Linked DNA regions of Mus musculus: region 2 is linked to region 1. Evidence: chromatin contacts called from public HiChIP or PLAC-seq data. All regions are on one chromosome and are shown on one strand. Each heading gives the region's core, a stretch centred on a gene start, on an enhancer-like site or on the middle of the called end of the contact. The rest is flanking DNA. Distances are from core to core; before and after follow the strand shown.

Region 1 (2,649 bases), core at 107-2,606:
TGCCACATACTGTGCCAAGAAGCAGTGATGGCAGACGCCTCAGAACAGCTAGCCTGATCCTCAGCCCCAGAGCCTTGGTTCCAGGCAATCTGCTGCCTGGACCCAGCCTGTAAAGTGCCCTCATGTCTGAGATGGATAAGAGAGCACAACCCAAAGGCGGCCCAGCCTTGTCAATCTGCATGGTTGCTTAGCCAAGCCTGCCTTTCTGCTCCGGTGAGGATCAGAGAATGGAGATGCATTGGTGATGAACATGGAGGAGCCTTGCAGCAACCCCCTCCTCCCCCCTCTCTAGACCATACTTGCTCACAGTTTCACCTCTGGCTGCTGACATTTGCCTGGTACATGGTTAGGCCTCTATTGCTGGCTTCCAGGTGGGCAGGCAGGGAAGCCACGGGCCCACAGCTGGTTCCTGTGAGGTAGGCACAGACATGACGGGGTCGTGTCAAGGAGGAACACTGAGGGCTGTGTGCCGCCTCCAGAGCCACCAGCACTTTCTCGTCCCCAGCAGTCTTCTTATCCCCTATGTTCTTATGTATGCTCAGACATTTGCCTTCTGGCAAACGTGGCTGCTGCCGCCTCTCCACATCCTTCTGTGCCCCACTTCCCTGTCACAGGATGCCTCATCTCATTGTGGCCCTCCTGAGCCCCTCTCACTTGCATCTTCCTGGCTGTCCCAAGTATGAATGTAGCTCTGGCAGCCTGGGAGCTTCGGGCACCTGGGTCGAGGCCTCTCCTCTGTCCCTGGCTGAGACTGGGCCTGACTGCTCCTGTTAGTGGCAGAGCTCTGTTCTCCCAGCCTCTGTATACTCTGGCTCTCTGGATCGAGGCCCTGGACACTGGGTAAGAGAAAAGGACCCCAGCAAAGGAAGAATGTGCCGCTTTACTCCTTCTGGGAGACATTTATTGAGAGTAGCCAGCACCCAGCCCATTCCCAGCACCACCGGGCTTGGTTCTGGCCCCGTGAGGCCTGGGCGGTGATGGAAAGAAACAGTCCTGACCTCACAGTCAGGGCGGAGGTATGTGGAGACTGCTAGCCTTTCCTCAGAGCTTCTCCAAGTACGACCCAGGGACAAAGCCACGTTGTCCGTTCCGCTCCACAGTCCACCAGCCATCCTCCCCTTCCAGGATGACCGCCAGGATGTCTCCCGCGGAAATGTCCAGCTCATCAGAATTCTGGGCAAGAAATGGCAAGTGTGTGAGATGGGAGGAGCCACCAGGACGGGGTGCTGTGCTCTGCGGCCCCCACTTTGGCAGTGCATGTTTGTCTCCCAGGGCAAGCAGTCTGCTGAGTCATGCTAAGGCCTCCAGAGTGGTTCCTTTGCAGATAGACAGGCTGTGGGGTTTCCCCAAAGGCACTTGGCCTCCTAACAAGCTCAGGTTGTCATGGAGACCTCCCATCCTGGACTTCTCTCACTGCTCCAACCACTGCAGCTCCTCAGAAGTGCTTGTCACAACGTAAGGGCAAGCTCTAGACAAATCACACAGCAATCTACTGCTACCTGAGTACCCTGTTACTGTCCAGGTCTGTACCCCTGAATGTGACCTCAGTACAGCCCCATCTAGCTTGCCTACATGTCTGCCTATATGTGTGGGTGTATTAGCCCAAGTTCAGGGCCTGCCTTCCAGGTCTACCCCTACCCCCTTAAGCCCAGGGCTTGTGTTGGACTTCAGTCCATCTCAAGCACAGATGCTCTGTGGGTGCCCTGCCCACCTTTCTCCAAGGATGTCAGGAAATAGTTCCAGGGCAGCTCAAGGACTCATTTTTGGTCATTGTGCACAAGGCCTGATCTATCCACAGCAGATCCTGGTCCAGCAGATGTCCACTGAACTATTCCAGTCTCTGGTGCTATGTAAGTGCTCACGCCCCAGGCGTGCTCCCAGGCACAAGGGGAAGCCCTCACCTGTGCGGTGTAGTCGTAGAGTGCCCGGTAGTCCTGGGCTGATGAGTTAAGGTTTCCCTGGGTCGCCTGCACTTCGATGGATGCGTAGACCAACTCATTCCGCTCAGGGGTGGGAGTCAGAGTCTCTGTGGAAGCTGAGAGCAGGATGAGGCCCGAATCTGAGACTGCTGGGGTGGGGCTTAATCCTACACCATCCACACTCTTGGACAGAATACCTTTTCCCTCTGGGACATTAGTGTTCCATCAATGCTATACAGGAGTCCTCTCATCCCCACTGGTGGGAGACATGTCCCCTCTCCCATTAGCCCTTCCCCCTTATTTACCAGCAGGAGCAGAAGGTGTGGTCTTGGGACTTCCATGTAGCAGCCCAGAGAACCTGGTGGTAGGGAGGAGAGAAGAGGGGTAGGCCTTGCCTTACCTCACTGGAAGCAAAGGGGATAATTGGGAATTCTCAGCGCTTCAGGACCTCTGCCAACCTGCTACCACCACAGGCCTCCATGGCAGCAGGCCTCCCCACAGCCATTCCTGATAGTCCCTTCGTTCTCAGCATCCTCTCCTCCCATGGTCACTCTCCTGGTCATCTCCGCACCTGCAGCCAGCAGGGCCCCATCCCCACCAGATCCCCAGCCCCAGGCTCTGTGGGGAGGAGGAAGCTACCTTTAAAGTTCAGCTCCCACATATCTTGCCAGGCCCAGCCAGTGTGGGCCAAGCAAGTCGTCTTTTCCTTGGCTGCGCAATGACTAGGCCA
Region 2 (2,649 bases), core at 79-2,578, 380 kb before region 1:
AACCTGCTGTAGTGGCAGTTGTATTCCTGCCCTGGCACTTTCTCTTGCAGAGGAGGGGCTCGGGGGAATGCAGCCAGGAATTTAGATGCTATTTATTGTATTTCCTTTTATCAGTCAAATGATTTTCTTATTTCCCACGTAGATAAAGATCTTGCGCTCCCAGCTTCGGCTTGTTGACCTTGTCAGGACCGCTGTGCTGTCTGGAAATTGGTCCCAGAGAGAGAGAGAAGGGCATTGTTGTTAGGGGCTGTTTGGTGGTTTGGGTTTTCAGTCCTCCCAGCAGAGAGGAGCTCAGTTTGCCAAAAATAAACAAATAAAAATCTTCCCCTCAAAACAGAAACTGATTGTCTTATGCCTTCTATTTTTCTCTTGCAAAACTGAAAGGTTGTCCAATAAGTTTGCTTCAGTAGCTTTCTGCACCTGGCTTGGGAGCTTGGGCAGCGCGCGCGCGCGCGCGCGCGCGCACACACACACACACACACACACACACACTTCTCTCCCTCCCCTCTTTCTTCCTCATTTCTTTTCCTTCACCGTTTCCCTTCCTTTCTCCTCCTCTCCCTCTCTTCTTCCTCTTTATCTCCCTCCTTCTCTCTCCCTCCTCCCTCTCTTCCTCCCTACGCCCTTCCTTTTCTCCCATTTTCTACCTCTTTCCTCTCTCCTTCTCCCCTTCTCTCCTTCTCTCGCTCTCTGTCGTTTCCCCTCCCTCAACCCGGCGAATCGACTCTGGCAGTGCTGCAGAGCCTTCTTCTTGGCAGGAAACAGGGCAGAGGGCGGGGCCTCCCTCTGTCTGTGTTGCCAGCTCCTGGAGGTGGAGATGCCAGTATGCCTGAGCTGAGCCATGGCAGCTTCCACTCTGCTGGAAGCCTCGGAGGCAGCCAGGCCTCTGCCAGCGCCTTCCAAGGGCACAATGAGGCCACAGGGCTGCCTCTCGGCCAGAGGCCTCCTCGTGGGCACGCTGCCCCTATTGTCTCGCCTGGCTTGGGATTGCTGGCTAGGTTCTCATGCAGAAGTCAGCGCCACTGCCTCTCACCTCGGAACTAGCTCAGCAGATGCTGCGGGAGGCTGGAGTTTTATAGCAAATCCTCATTTTTGGCTGGCTCGCAGCTACAGAACATCAAAAGAACCAGCTAGTCCGAGGGCAGCCAGCCTCTTGCAGGCTCGCAGTGGGAAGAAAAAGGAGGTGCAAGGCCTCCAGCATGCCACGGTGAGCCAAGGTTTTAACCAGGAACTTGCTTTCCAGACCCCTCGGGTCCTTTCCCTCCACCGCGGTGCTGTCTGATCTGGACAGCAGAGGGCGCTGCTTCCTCTGACAGCACAGCGACCCAGTCTGGCTTCCCACATCTGGAAATGGGCTCTACCACTCTTACGAAATACCAGAGAGCCGGGGATCTGTCTGTGTGAGACGTGCTGGCACCCGAATGCACACGCATACACATCATGAATTCCACTTTCTCATGAGTTAGATTTCCCGTGAAGAGCGCTTGTGGAATGTGGGGAATTTGCCTTGCCAAGGCGGCCAGCACATCCTATTCTTGGGCTTGTCTGGCCCAGGTTGGAATGCTTGGATGGACCACCCTCTGGTCTGAAGCCTTTACCCTCCCCTCCCACGTGGAGAGGGGAAGAAAAATGGGAGACCTCCCAGATCTTTTTCTCAAGGGAAGAAAATTAAAAATGTTCAGCGCTGACCTTATAGGCCTTCCTGATGAAAGCAGATGTGGACAGCCAAGCAGCTTCCTAATTACAAGAGATTAGGAACGCCAAAGTGACAAGCCAAGGATGGAGGAGGACAGGGCTGAAGCCAGCCAAAAGCCCTCGTTGCTATTCTGAGTCTGCTCTCCAGACTTCTGAAAGCTGCATGCATTTAAATGTCCACATTTTCTGCAGAAGCCAGAAATCTCTACTTCTCTTGGCCAAACAACACATCAGTCTAATATGGTGTGAGAGAAATATGTTACATTCTTTTATGAACAGAATGTTAACATCAACCAGAATCAATATTTATATCCAAGAACACAATGAACTGGCTTGTTTTGGACTGCACGAGTTTAAGACTGGGACATTGGGAAAGAGTGGGGGGCCCTTCCCTCCCCACCCCTGAAAGACAGACAGGCTGAGGCTCAGGCATCCCAAAAGCGTTCTGCTTGGAAGTCTGGCCTTGGGTCCTTTCCCTGCCCTGCAGGGCTCCTGTCTCTTGGGATTGTAAGAAGAAACCAGAGCAGCAGGCGAAGCCGGATTCCATGATGAGGTGCAGGATGTGAACCCGCATCCTGTAGGCAGGTCAAGGCCTCCTCCTGTCAAGCTAGGAGAGAAGGGCCAGGGCCAGGCCTGCATCCGGCCTTTCCTGCTGAACTCAGACTACTAGGTGCTGACACAGGACAGAGGGACACTCGGAAGCTGACAAGGACCAGAAGGGAGTGTTGCCCCTATGTAGGTGGATTTTTTTTTTTTTTTTTTTTTTTGGACCAGGCAGTTACTTTCAGGTGAGGCAGGGGCTGGGAAAGAGGCCGAAGCATCCCTACCTCCATCAAATAAATGTCTTTATTCCTTCACATTGACTTTTTTTTTTTCTTCCAACTTTTCCTCCTCTGGAGTCAGCTACTTGCTCCCTGCATGTAAAATCTTTACCTAATTAAAACAAAAACAAAG

Evidence for each region. HiChIP or PLAC-seq counts read pairs in DNA pulled down with a chosen protein or histone mark.
Region 2: a contact with region 1 is called in a FOXA1 HiChIP or PLAC-seq map of pancreatic cancer cells. The contact joins two enhancer-like sites. A contact is called at or near these places in 7 of 484 Hi-C or Micro-C datasets (B cells, the C2C12 cell line, the HL-1 cell line and 3 more), 9 of 115 datasets of contacts at active chromatin or transcription factors (T-cell acute lymphoblastic leukemia, bone marrow-derived macrophages, embryonic stem cells and 5 more) and 4 of 9 other capture datasets (adipose tissue, embryonic stem cells, liver and 1 more).

Annotation. Positions count from the first base shown.
Region 1 is chr9:56,127,113-56,129,761 of GRCm38.p6, reverse strand. It overlaps Pstpip1 (proline-serine-threonine phosphatase-interacting protein 1), which reads right to left. Exons shown (of 15, transcript NM_011193.3): 13 at 2,225-2,277; 14 at 1,902-2,035; 15 at 872-1,173. The coding sequence ends at 1,042. Among named protein-coding and RNA genes, the nearest start is that of Tspan3, 33 kb to the left of the region's middle. Within about 2 kb of position 1,356, at least 76 of the 459 cell types and tissues checked have an H3K27ac peak or open chromatin away from gene starts, as enhancers often do. A contact at or near this core is called in the HL-1 cell line, embryonic fibroblasts and pancreatic cancer cells, where this site is marked.
Region 2 is chr9:56,504,805-56,507,453 of GRCm38.p6, reverse strand. No RefSeq gene overlaps it. Among named protein-coding and RNA genes, the nearest start is that of Gm31529, 74 kb to the left of the region's middle. Within about 2 kb of position 1,328, at least 268 of the 459 cell types and tissues checked have an H3K27ac peak or open chromatin away from gene starts, as enhancers often do. A contact at or near this core is called in the HL-1 cell line, embryonic fibroblasts and pancreatic cancer cells, where this site is marked.